2 separate regions of the Rattus norvegicus genome follow, and region 2 is linked to region 1. The links are chromatin contacts, called in public Hi-C maps. All regions are on one chromosome and are shown on one strand. Each heading gives the region's core, a stretch centred on a gene start, on an enhancer-like site or on the middle of the called end of the contact. The rest is flanking DNA. Distances are from core to core; before and after follow the strand shown.

What was found. Hi-C and Micro-C count contacts between places; a contact is called where the count stands out from the background.
Region 2: a Hi-C map of liver shows a contact between it and region 1, with 2.9 times the contacts expected there. The contact joins two enhancer-like sites. A contact is called at or near these places in 4 of 12 Hi-C or Micro-C datasets (frontal cortex, hepatocytes and liver).

What each region holds. Positions count from the first base shown.
Region 1 is chr6:16,275,327-16,281,674 of GRCr8, forward strand. It overlaps LOC108351166 (a long non-coding RNA gene), which reads right to left. Exons shown (of 3, transcript XR_010052161.1): 2 at 5,106-5,193; 3 at 3,933-4,579. Among named protein-coding and RNA genes, the nearest start is that of Zfp36l2, 36 kb to the left of the region's middle. Within about 2 kb of position 4,560, at least 60 of the 93 cell types and tissues checked have an H3K27ac peak or open chromatin away from gene starts, as enhancers often do. A contact at or near this core is called in liver, where this site is marked.
Region 2 is chr6:16,317,998-16,325,094 of GRCr8, forward strand. No RefSeq gene overlaps it. Among named protein-coding and RNA genes, the nearest start is that of Zfp36l2, 79 kb to the left of the region's middle. Within about 2 kb of position 1,469, at least 29 of the 93 cell types and tissues checked have an H3K27ac peak or open chromatin away from gene starts, as enhancers often do. A contact at or near this core is called in liver, where this site is marked.

The DNA of each region.
Region 1 (6,348 bases), core at 3,310-5,809:
TCTCCCTCTCCGCAGGTCTGGTCACTTCTGACTCATCAAGACCATCCAGTTAGCCCAGCAGATGTCATGTCTGGAAGGCTAAGGGCAAACATGGAAATGGGACCCCCCACCACCCCACCCCACACTGTACCCCACTCCCCTGCAGTGGCCATGAAGTTCCAAACTGTGATAGAGGGAGGAGGAGTGCAGGGAAAGGGGTGGCAAGAGAAGAGACAACCAAGGTGTTTTGAGTGGCCCCAACTCCTGTGTGTGTCTAGCTCAGCCTTCCCGCTCTTCCTCAGGCTCCAGACTCAGCTACGAGGCCAAACTGTGTGAACAAATGGTGCTGTTGGCCCAGGGGCCAAGACGGAATCCCCTCAGACAGGCTGGCCAAAGGGTCTGTCCACTGACTTGCCAGGTCTGCAGGGAGCCGGGGGAGGGACAGGCTGGGACAGGTCCAGCTCTGGGGGACCGGTAGATGCTGAGGACAGGAGAGTTAGCCTTTGAAGGGATAGCCTTCCTGAGGAGGACACTTTAAATCGCCCCCCAATTAAACCATTACCAGGAAGCTTTTAACAACCCATAGGCCTTTTTAAGGACTGCCCTTTTGTTAGGCAGCTAAGCTGTTATGCAAAAAGAGAGCTGCCAGGGCCCCCTCTCTCATTACTTTCCCTGGGCCCCAAGGCCAGTGGTCTCCAATTCCTGGAGCACTCTCCTGCAGGGTTTGTCTGAGAATCAAAGACTGGGGAGCCTGCTTTGATCTGGGAAAGCCTAGACTTTCCTGCCTCTTCAGATAGAGCCTCTGACCCCAACCCCAACCCCTCAGCCCCCCTTTCCAGAGGGTTTGGGCCTTGGAGATTGTTCTCCCACTTCTGTCCAGTGGAGTCTCCATGGTCTGGGGAACTAGCCTCTTTCTGGGTCTTCCAGAAGCTTCATGGGCTGGGAGGAGTTCCTATTGCTCTCCTTTCTCTCATGTAGCCCCACCATCCAAGCCTGCTCTGGGGTCTTCAAGGCTCTGTGACTCAGAGACCTCAGATGGCTGTGACCCAGAATTACCGCTTCTTTGGGGTCAGGAGTCACTGCACAATCTGGCCTGGGAATGGCCATGACTGGGAAGCCCCACATTCCTGTTATCTCTTCCCCAGGTTCCATCCCATCCCCAAAGCAAGAGCAAGTGCAGACCCCAAAGCAAGAGCAAGTGCAGACCCCAAGGCAAGAGCAAGTGCAGACCCCAAAGCAAGAGCAAGTGCAGAGCCAGCACGGGCAGAGTTAGGCTCTGGGCAGCAGTCTCCTTACTTCCCCAAGGTACAGCATGTGTCTGCCTGACAAGAACGCCTCTCTTTACATTGGAGTCCCCAGAGGACAGCAAATGGCAAGCTATCTGGTCGTTTGGTCTGACATCACACCCCCTTGTCCTCCGTGTGCACATTTGCTCCCTTAATTTGTCCCCAGGGCACTCTGAAGGACATGAACAGGCCCCTCCACTGTACAGAGAAGAAACTGGGTAAATCCAGGGAAGCTCTGTGGTACTGGCCTTCAACAGGGGCAAGTTAGGAAGGATTCTCAGGAAACTCCCTTCAAGGACACCCTACTCTGGTCACATAGAGCTGTCCCAGACAGCTATGACTTGTTTGCACCCCTCACGGCATGTGGCTTAGTGCTGAGTCCTTCAATGACTGGAGGGAGCTATCAGAATGTACTAAATGAGTTCTTCTTTGCTTAAGGCCAGTAGGAGTTTCAATCTCTTGTGAGAGAAGGTGCGGCTGACTAAGCCCACCCTCATAGCTCCTCGCCTGGACGTGCTGGGTCTCCTTGCACCATTTACCACAGCCCTCGGGGAGGTGTGAGATGACTCAGGACCTGTGTGGGATCACACTGCTAGTCAGCAGAGAGGCCCAGACATCATCCTAATCTCTGGGGCCCAAAATTGGCCATTGTTGGACTGGTGAGATGGCTCAGTAGTTAAGAGCACTTACTGCTCTTGCAGAGGACCTAGATACAAGTTCCTAGCTCTCAAACTGGGTGGTTCACAACCACATGTTACTTCAGCTCCCAAGGATCAGATCTCTCTGACCTCCTTGGGAGCCCGCACACACACTCGTGCACACGCGCGCGCGCGCGCGCACACACACACACACACAAACACACATACACACAAACACACACATACACACACAAACACAGACACACATACACAAACACACACACAAACACACAGACACACACAGACACACATACATATACACACACAAACACACAGACACACATACATATACAACACACACATATACACATACACACAAACATACACAAACACACATACACAAACACACACATACACACATACATACACACATACACACAAACACACACATACACATAAACATACATACACACAAACACACACACATACACACAAACACATACACACAGACACACACAGACACACACATACATACACACATACACACAAACACACACACATACACACAAACAGACATACACACAAATACACACACATACACACAAACACATACACACACAGACACACAGACACACAGACACACACACACACACTCGTGCCCACCTTCCCCAGCACTGGAGAGGCGACAGATCTCTGAGTTTAAAAGCCACTCTGGTCTACAGAGCAAGTTCTAGAACAGTCAGGGCTACACGGTAAGTGAGACCTTATCTCTAAAGTTTAAAAATAGGTCTTGGGGTAAAAGGATGGCTCAGTAATTAAGAGCACTGGCTGGTTTTGTAGAAGACCCGGCTTTGATTCCCAACACCTACATGGTGGCTTACAACTGTCTGTAATTCTAGTTTCAGGGAAATCTGAGGTCCTCTCTGGCTTCTAAAAGTACTGACAGGGCATACAAATGGCACACAGGCATGCATTCTGTCAAAACACCCATAAAATCACAAAAGGTATAAAATAAGTCAGCAACTGAGCATGGTTCGCTTCTGTAGTATGGGCACCATAAAGTGAGCTGTACATTAAGGGTGAGAAGTCAGGTCTCTCAGTCAAAAGGATGGGGCAGGTGGGAAGGGACAAGAGCCACTGTGAATGGAGTCAGGCTAAGAAGAGGGACCACAAGGCGTGACCTGGGCAAGACCTGAGGGTGAGTGGGTCAGGCACAGAGCTCCAAGGCTAGGATGTGGGGAGAGAAACCTGCTGGATTTGTTAAAGAAGGTTGTTTCTACACCGGGCTAGCTACTCAGCTGTGTCTGGGGTGCCTTCTTCTGTCCCATTGCTCAAGGCAAGGATTCTTCTCTTAATAAGGACAAGGAAGGGGTTGGGGATTTAGCTCAGTGGTAGAGCGCTTGCCTAGGAAGCGCAAGGCCCTGGGTTTGGTCCCCAGCTCCGAAAAAAAGAACCTAAATAAATAAATAAATAAATAAGGACAAGGAAATGGAGGGTCAGAGATGGGCGCTAACTTCCAGAACTGTCCAGCCCAATTCAAATCTACAACTCCAGCTGGAGAAATTAGATAGGAATTCCACTCATTTTTCCTCTTTCTTTTTTGATGATCCTAGGGGTTGGACTTGGGGCCTTGGCCAGGCCAGGTCAGGCCAGCACACCTCTGTCGAGGCGAATTTCCAGCAATTTGGATCACTGATTCGGATGAGAACACAGTGAGCCTGGGCTCCCCTCCCCCACCACTTCATCCCCGTGGGCTTAGGATGGAAACCTAAAGCCTCTTCAGCAGTGGCCCAGGTGGGCAGGTTTATCCTCAGGAGCTGGCGCCCAGCTCCCCAGAGGATTGCCCACCACAGCTTCCATGAGAAAAGGGGTTTAGGGGCTCTGGCTAGATCCTGCTGGGAATCATCAATGCTTTCACTGAGGGGTGCTGAGGGAAGGAGCAGGGCCTGCTGGGACCCTCACACCACCCCCACAGCTGAATATCCCCTGGGGTTCTGGGTGTTTCATTTAACACTAGGTCCCCACACACTTTTTTTTTTTTTACCCCAACCGCAGGAGACATATAGATCTTTTAAAAATGAGTAGCATAAACCTGAGGGCGGTGGTGTAATTCAGTAATCCCAGCACTCACTCGGGGAAGGGGAACCAGGAGGATTAAGAAGTCAAGGCCATTCTGGACGCCGACGGCTGCATGAGACCTCGGCCTCAAAAAAAAAAGTTACAGCCATCCTTATGGTCAAAGACGTAGCCTGGGTTGCAGAACACAAGGCTTATTCTGCACAACACAAATGCTTGCATGCATGCTGCACCCGCGAAGGGATAAAGGCAAAGTCACTGATTCACCAAACGCCTCTAAGGTGCAGGATTGTTCTTCCAACATTTTACAGATGGGGAGCCTGGGCCTTGCTTGGCCACCCCCATCACCCCCCTAATCTTCCAGAAGCCCAAGCTCTGTTAGATGGCTGCTCCCAGGACACTGCCTTGCCCACACCCCTCTCTTCTCCCTGGAGCGGCTCTCCCTCGCCAACAGGGTGCAGGCAGAGATAACTCAGTTGTTCTGGGCCTGGCCCAGCTGTTGGGAGGCCAGGATGGCATCCAGCAGGCTCTGGGGCTGTTCATTAAGAAAGAACCCGGGCCTGGCAGGCCTGCTGTTTGTGGGGAAACAATGAGTCAGCCCTGGAAGGAGAAGGGGGTGTGAGTCAGCCTGGGAAGGGAGGGGGAGTGGTACCCAGCAGCCTGGCCTCCAGCTTTTCCCAAGCTAGCTTGGCCTGTCTCCCCCACTTCTCCTCCCCTCCCTCACTGCCCCCTCCCCCCCTGTCTTTAGGAGGTTCAACCAATTTCCTTTTTCTGTTATTTGGCTGTGATAGGGAAAGTATTGAAAAATAGAAAGTGCCCTAGACAGGAAAACACTGAAACCTGAACCCAGTGGCCTGTGCCAGAACCCCAGTTGGAGGTGGATGGCAAGTCAGGATGAATCCTGGGCCCCAGTCCTGGGCTCTGCTGGGTGGTGGCTGAAGCCCCTTTAGGTGGGGACTTGATGGGGTGACAGCTGGAGATCACATAGAGAAAGATAGGTCCTGTGGGAGGGTCACTGGCACTGGTCCCTACATGGGAAACAGACTTCCTGTTTATACTTATTTACTCCTTATTTGGTGCTGGAGATGGAATGTAGAATCTCATGCCAGCCAGGCAAGGGCCTTACCTGTGGAATACACCCCCACACAGACTTCTTTAAAAAGACTTCCAAGATGGGTGGTGGTGCTGGTGCTGGTGCTGGTGCTCTTTTAATCCTAGCATTTGGGGAGGCAGAGGCAGGTGTGAATCTGAGGCCAGCCTGCTTTACAAAGCAAGTTCAAACCCATGTCTCGGAAAACAACAATACTATGAATATTTTATATAATAAATAATAATTATTATAATTATGCATTTCCACGTAGTCCCAGGGTCTCCCTTAGAGCCACGTGAGGATATAGTACAAATGCTTAGTACAGCATCTACTCATCGATGATTCTCTCAGGTTATAGCAGGTGCCACAAACCACACCAGTGATCTCTGCATGTGCACACGCACGCACACACACACGCACACACACACACACACACACACACACACACACACACACCACATACCCACAGGCCAGCCACTTCTTCCCAGTTACCCAGGACAGGATGTTCTCTTGGCGTCAGCAGGGCAGAGGGAATTGACTGGAAGTTACAGAGCAAACTGATTTGTTCATGCAAAGCTTCCTAGGGTGCCACTGAGTCAGACCCCAGAGAAGGGCGGTTGGGTTGGCGAGGCCCGGGATCAGAAGAGCCAGCTGTGACAACAGATAACCGCTCTACAATAGAGCCCTGAACTGACAGAGCCTTATCTGCCCTGTGTGCAGGGAGGATGGTGGGGCCTCAGGGTAGGAGGTTTTCTAGAGGTGGGAGAGAGAGCCGGGTCTTACCTAGGCTTGGGCTATCTGGGAGGCTGAGGCAGGAGGATTTAAGGCCAACTTGGTGGGTGGTGCACACCTCTAATCCAGCACTCAGGGTAGAGGCAGATGGATCTCTGAGTGTGAGGCCTGCTTGGTCTACAGCAAGTTCTAGGCCAGGGCTACACAGGCGTGTACAACTTCCAGAGTGGCTTGGGCAGTATGTGCAAGGTCCTAGAGTCACCATACTCAGGAAAGACAGAAGAGAGAAAGACAAATGCCTACTGTGACTGGAACCGGGCCTTTGGGAAGGCAGCCACACGCAAGGCAACTAACTGTCCCAGAGTATCTGCCCTCCAACCAATCTGCTCATCCAGCTGCAGGATCATGATCCAAGAGAGTAGCCATTAACCCTTGTTCTCCAGATCCACTGAGCAATGGGGAGCCAGCAGAAACTTTGGAGGGAAGGCAGGGTTCGGGCTGGCTTTTGTGCTTTGATAAGAGATCAGGAAGGGAGATGAGGTTTGAA
Region 2 (7,097 bases), core at 219-2,718, 40 kb after region 1:
CCAACTGTTGTACCCCTTCCTCAGTTGCAGACCTGGTTCTAATCCTACTCAACCCTGATTGTCTTTGTTGGCAAGAGCACACATCCTGGGTTTGCCTGTCTTTTGAATTCTTCCCCCTCTCTTAAGAAACGAAAGCAAACATTAATTTTATTTTATAGGACTGTAGGTGTATAATACCAATACCATGCCTGGTTCTTCTTAAAAAATGTATTTTATTCTCTTTTTATCTTAAGAAGATTTTTCATTAAATTGTCCAAGCGCTCCTGAAACTCAAAATTCCCCCGTCTCAGCCTCTTGAGTAGGCAAAGACTGGTGTGTGCTTCCAGACCCTACTCTCCATTTTTCTAAGAGCTTAGTCAATACCTAGCAAGAATGGCTGGTTGAACCCACAGATCTGGTGCCCTATTTTCCTGGTAGCTTCTGCCTTCCTCTCTAGTTGGACCTGGATGCTGCCGGGTACCAGCAAGCGGGGGAGTGGGGAGAGGAGGGAGGAGGTACTGAGGGGATTGGCTGGTGTGAACCAATTGTTTGCCTTTGTTCAGGAATCAAGCTTGTTGTTCAAGGCTTGCCCCCTCCAGGAGGGTCTCTGACTGGAAACAGCCAGGCGGCCTGCTGGGCTCCTTCCTGGAGTCTCCAGGAGGTCCTGTCCACTCCCCTCCATCCTCAGTAGCACTCTCCTCAGCCACAGATTCTGCAGGCTGGGCTCCAAACTTTATTTACTTAGACCTCTAGGCCCAGCAGGAGCTCTGGGAGCACAGGTGAGTGCTAGGCAGACTTGGGGTGTGCTGGTTTCCTCCTGGGAATCTCAGAAACTCTCCAAGGCTACTTTTACTGAGCCTTCATTTTCTCATCTATCAGATGGGCTCATAGCCACACCTGCTTCTCAGATGGGTCCTCAACATGTCACCCAGCACCCCAGGCAGTGTGTGTGTGTGTGTGTGTGTGTGTGTGTGTGTGTGTGTGTGTGTGTGTGTGTGCGCGCGCGCGCGCGCGCGCGTACACAAGCACCCCTGCATGCCAACCGTGGCTCATTGTTGTCAGAGCTAGCTGCTGAGAGAGAATTCACGCAGGACGGTGTCCACTTGCTCTCTGCCTGCTGTGCTGGTTACCCTCTACTCCACACGACTTGGGCCTGAGCATGTACCTCTTCCCCTTGGCCAGCACTTCTCACGACGTGGGGTTGTCCACGCTAGCCTCTGCAGCATGCAGTGTCAGCCTGAGGACAGCGTAGGCTTGCCAACAAGGCCCAAAGGTTGCCCCAACCACATGGGGCTGACACACTGGCATGCCGGTGGGTCAACCCGCATCTGCAGCAGGCTGCTGAGTCTCTGTTCTCTCTGACCTTGCTGCATCATCAGCCAAATGGTCAGCACAATGGCTTCTCCTTCCTCAGGTGAGGGGTAAGGGTGGGTGAGCCTGGGAAGCCGGGAGGAGGGGACACCATGCTGAGCACAGGCCCGCAAGCTCCCTGGGGTGGAGCTAGGCTCAGAGTCTGGAGGCTTCACCATGTGGCTGCCGCCTCCCTCCCCAAGCCTGGACCGTGTGCCTGGGTTCACAGCGCCCCCTGCTGGTAGGATCTCTCAGAAGCTCCCTGTGGGCAGCCCGAACCCCACATTCCTTAACTTTGACCCCGGGTGGGGGGGGGTCTTTCCCTCTGGAAGCCCATTTTAAATCAAAAGTGCCTCGAAAAGCCAATGCAGTATTAAGTCCGGGCTGGGGGGTGGAATGGGAGAGCTGGGGTTCCCAGGATAAAGTTTAGTAGGCTCCTGGGTCTTTGAAATCTCTGCCAACCCAAGCCACATGGACTGGTGGGGGACATCACACAGGAGCAGGCTTGAGGAGTGAGGAATCCTCCCTGCTTACTCTGGGCTTGACCCTCTTCAGATCTGCAGAAGGCAGGGCGATCTTGAGTCCCGCCTGCTTATCTCCTCTGTCAGACCCTCACTACACAGTAGAGGGTTTCCCAACGGCCTCTGGGAGAGTCAGCAAGCTCTTCCCCACCATGAGCCCCTTGTACTGCTCTTGAGACTTCCCCTACACTATTTTCTTTCCAGGCTGCTTGTATCTAGCCAAATAAAAACTCCCCCTTCCTCCAGGAAGCCTTCCTAGATGGCCTCAGGCTTTTGCAGACTTCTCACACATACTGCGTTGTCTTGTACATATGTTACCCGATCCTTGCACATAGGTTATCTGCTGCCTTTTTTCCTGGAGCTCTGAGAAGGTCCAGGGACAGATCGTATGTGCCCTTTTGTTTTAGACAGTCTTACAAAGCCCAGACAGGACTCACATTTACTATGTAGCCCAGGCTAGTCTTGAACTTACTGTTCTCCTGCCTCAGCTCCACAGTGCTGGGACTAAAGTAATTTTAAGATCAGCTGTGCTCGTATTTGTGTGGTCTTGCCCCTGGGGCATATTGGCCATGTCTATTGATAATTCTGGGGATGTGGGTAGGGGCTGGATGCTACTGGCATCTTAGAATAAATGTCAGGGATGCAGTGACTGTCCTACAAGGCACAGAGAATAGCCCAGGTTATGAATGCTGATTGAAATAAATTCAGATCTGGTATTTTTTTATTATAGTGACCAAGGTCAATGGGTCCCACGGGAGACATGATCACTCCACTGAGAGGACAGAGCAAGGACTCTGAGTCCACTCTAACTGTTCCTTCTTTGTCCTTTCTAGTTCTGGGTACCCTGCAACACTTTTCTGGTTTGAATGTGGCTTGTGCAAGTGGAGCTGGGCCTAAGCCAAGGAGGAGGATTCAGACCTGAATTAGAGCCCTTAGGGTACTGTGGCCAGCCCTTGGGAGCAGAGAGTACCTGACCTCGTCTATAAATGGGGATGGAATGACCCCTTTCAGTCCCAATGGGCTGAGGCCCTCAGCTGTCCCTGTGTGTTCAGCATTTCTGTCTGCTGATGGGTGGGGCACTATTCCCAGAGCCAGATGTGGGAGGTGGTTGTGGCAGTAAGTGCCCTCCTGGGAAACAGCTGTCAGAACAAGAACGCTTTGACAAGCGCATCAAAGCCGCTTGCGTGTCCCCTAGGGACTGACTGGGTGGGTGGGACAGAGCTGAACCTTCAGCCAGGAACAGCTGTTGGCCAGGCCCCAGTGCAGCAGTGGGGGCCGAGGAAGGCATCCCCCTTTAGTTGGAGTTAGGAGTGTCCCAGAGGCTAATCATCATGACACAGCCTTCTTCTGCACACTTCTAGGTGGGCTTGGGCAGTCCAGGGTTCTCGTGCCCACATGGAGGCTACTGTCTCCTGTGGAGAACTCTGTAGGGTCCTGGCTCCCATTTCCTGGGGGTGGCGCTCCAAAGGAGGGGCAGGGATGTGAGTGTGCAGGGAGGGAGGCTCTCTCACCCTCTCAAGCCATGGAGATCCAGAGCACCCCCATGTGAGGGTTCAAACCTGCTTTTCCTTTCAAAGGACCGCCTCCAAGTCCACACCCAGGGCCCAAACCTGACTAAACAAAGGATAGAGCTTTGAGGAGAACAGGAAGTGCCCCCTGATGCTCCCCTGCTCTCGCATTCTCCACAGCTAAGCCGCACAGCAGCATCTCCTGGGGGCCAGGAGTGTGCATGTACCTGAGACACGGGAAAGGCCCAATATCCTTGGATCTATCCCATGGCATTGTGGGTCAGGGAATGTTCTGGGGCCAGCCCTGGGGTCAAATGCTGCAAAGTTGTGTGTGTGTGTGTGTGTGTGTGTAGCTGGTGCTCAATACATGCTGGCAAATGTGGATATAATATAATATAATATAATATAATATAATATAATATATAAAATATGTAGTCTAGTGTTATAATCATCACAGTTGCCATTTCAGTTCCTAGAATGAAGTTTTAAGCAAACCTACTGCTTTAGCGTAGAGTGAAAATGAGGCCCTTTCTCTGGGAGCCCTGAGGTATGGCAGTTGGGAGAGATGGGCCCCAGAAACATTTCAGGCACTTGGGTTCAGGATGTAAACTGCAGGTGCGGCCTGTCTAGGGTTGGCTGAGTTCCTGTCACCTTAAGGGACTGTGTGTGTCAGTGTGTGTAGGTAGGTGACTGCAGTTCGTGATCTGTTTGGGCATGTGTGTGTGAGACAAGTGTACAACTGGGTGGGGCTGTGGGCAAGCTCATCGTGGGTATTGGTGTGGGCTTGTGGGCCCAGATCTCGCCTTCATGGGATGGTTTGGTGTGTGCGTCTAACCATCTGATGGCCTCACTTCCCTCAGTGAGGGGATGTCCACATGTGCTGTGTGTGTGGCTGAGGGACTGGCCATTGGGTCCTTTCTGACAGAGTTGTAGGTCTTGCGGGCATGCCAGTGGAATGAAGGGGTCCATGGATGTCACACAGGCCTGTCCCCAAGGAGCACTGGGCTCAGAGGCTGTGTTGGTCTGGGAAGCATCCTTTACTCTTCTCTCTCTCTCTCTCTCTCTCTCTCTCTCTCTCTCTCCTTCCTTCCTTCCTTCCTTCCTTCCTTCCTTCCTTCCTTCCTTCCTTCCTTCACTTTCTGATTCTTTACTTTTGTTTTGCTTTGTTTTTCAAGACAGGGTTTCTCTGGTTGTGGCCCCAGCTGTCATGGAATTCACTCAGTAGACCAGGCTAGCCTTGAACTCCGTTGGGATTAAAGGTGTATCCCTCCACACCTGGCTGGCAGTTCCTTGTAAGAGAAAGCAGCTGGCCTCCTTTCTCAAGCATCTCTGTGCACCTCACAGCGCATGGGAAGTGTATCGGGGTTCCAGTTACCCTATGTCCGTGTCAGCGCTTGGCGCTGTCAATGGTTTTGAGTTCAGTGGTTCTTAGTTATTCCCTATGTTTTTCTGGTTCCGTAGGGTTTTTGCCTGGTGCAGCCCCTAAGGAGTAGGCTTCTGACAGACATCACACAATTTTTTTTCAGTATAGATGTATCTCGAATATTACTTGGGAGATATTCATGTTAAAAAGTTATTTATTATTTGCTACAAATCCTTGCAGGGTTCCTCACAGCTTCCTTGCCCACACTTAAGTGAGGTAAGGGTTTGATGCAGAAGTGGACAGACAGACAGCCAACCCAGGTCACCCCGTCAGTTTGTACTTGTTGACTGTGTCTCCTGGGGCTCATGTTGGGTGTGGTTCACACTGAGGCTCACTGTGTGTGCCTGGTGGGTCCACATAGTCTAGCTCTATGAACCCAAGCAGTGGTCAGGGTAGCTCCCGGAGTCTCTGGAAGCAGACTGGCCTGGTTTGCAAATACTGAGCCATACTGTAGTCGTAGATTGAGTGCACATTCGTTCCAAGAGAGCAGGGTTACATCATAGTCCCCAGCTCTCAAGGCTTGTCCCTGAGAACATCAGAAGTGCAAAGCTAGCAGGGGACACTTTCAGAGGGGTGTGGCTTTCTTTGTATGCTGTCCATACAAACCTAGAATTTGACCTCCGTGTATTCTGGACCTCGTGGGATCTAAGGAGAAATGTGGGTCCTTCTCTGAGTAAGGTTTCAAACATGGAGAACGGAATCAGGAATGTCAAAGCAATGAGACACAGACCTCTAAGCAGAGAGCCAGCTCTGAGAGTACCGCAGTGTTTCTCTTTAAAGGTTTTCATCTTTATTTTAATTTTATATGTATGGGTGTTTGGCCAACATGCATGTCTATATACCACATGTATGCATGCTTATAGAACCTAGAAGGCCTGAAATCCCCTGAGATTGGCACTATACGTGTTTGTGAGCTGCCACATGGGTGCTGGAATTGAACCCACGTCCTTTGCAAGAGCAGCTGGTGATTTTATCCCCTGAGCCATCTCTCCAGCCCCTGTCTACCCAGGTGCTTATTGATTAATACTTTACAATTTATTTATTTTTAATTTAGTGTGTGTTTGTCTGTGTGTATATGTGTGTGTTTGTGTTTTTGAGTATTTGTGTGTGTGTTTGTGTTTTTGAGTATATTTGTGTGTGTTTGTATGTTTGTGTGTGTACACATGTGTATGTATGTGTACATGTGTGTGTGCACGTGCATGCATGTGACACTCTGTAGACGTGAGTGGACAGCTTGAGAGGGGCTTGGTCTCTCTTTCCATCATATGGGTTCCAGGAATTGAACTCAGGTCATCAGGCTTGGCGGCAGGCACCTTTACCCAGAGGTGCTGGCCAGAGGATGACTGTTGGGAGTCAGTTCTCACCCTCCGTTCATCTGGTTTCTCCTCCTGCTTTTTATTCTCTAGGGCGAGGCCCACAAACTTCCAGGTGATTCTCTATCCCTGCTTCCCATGTCATCAGAGGAGTTCGGAGATCTCAGACTTGAGCCACCATATCCAGCTTTTAGGAAGATGACAGGTTCCCACTCGGGGTATCAGGCTTGTGCAGCAAGCACCATTACCTTCCATTAACTATGTCATCTGCCCTCGAGCAACACTGAACTGGTGTTGTTCTGCAGCTGTGACGTGTAAGCTTTTTAAAAGGTGTGCAACAAGTCTAAAGTGATCTGTGTCTGTTACTATTGTAGATGCTCCCTACACATGGGCAGGAAGTGCAGACTCGCAGGTAAAGGTTAGCAACAAGACCTATACGCACGATACATACTCATGCACATAAATAGACACATATATATAAACACACATATACACACACAAACACCCACTTCTACTCACTCACACATACACACACACAAACACACACACATAAACACACACACACAAAAACATACACACACATACACACACAAACACACACACAAACACACACACAAACACACACACGTGCACACACACACTCCTACTCACTCACACACACAAACATACACACACATAAACACACACACGTGTACACACACATACTCCTACTCACTCACACACACACACAAAAACATACACACACAAACTTACACACACACATAAACACACACATGCACACACACACTCCTACTCACTCACACACACATACACAAACACACACACATAAACACACACACACAAAAACATACACACACAAACACACGTGCACACACACTCCTCACTCTCTCACACACACATACACACACAAACACACACACGTATACACACACATACTCCTACTCACTCACACAAACACACATACAAACACACACACAAAAACATACACACACAAACTTACACA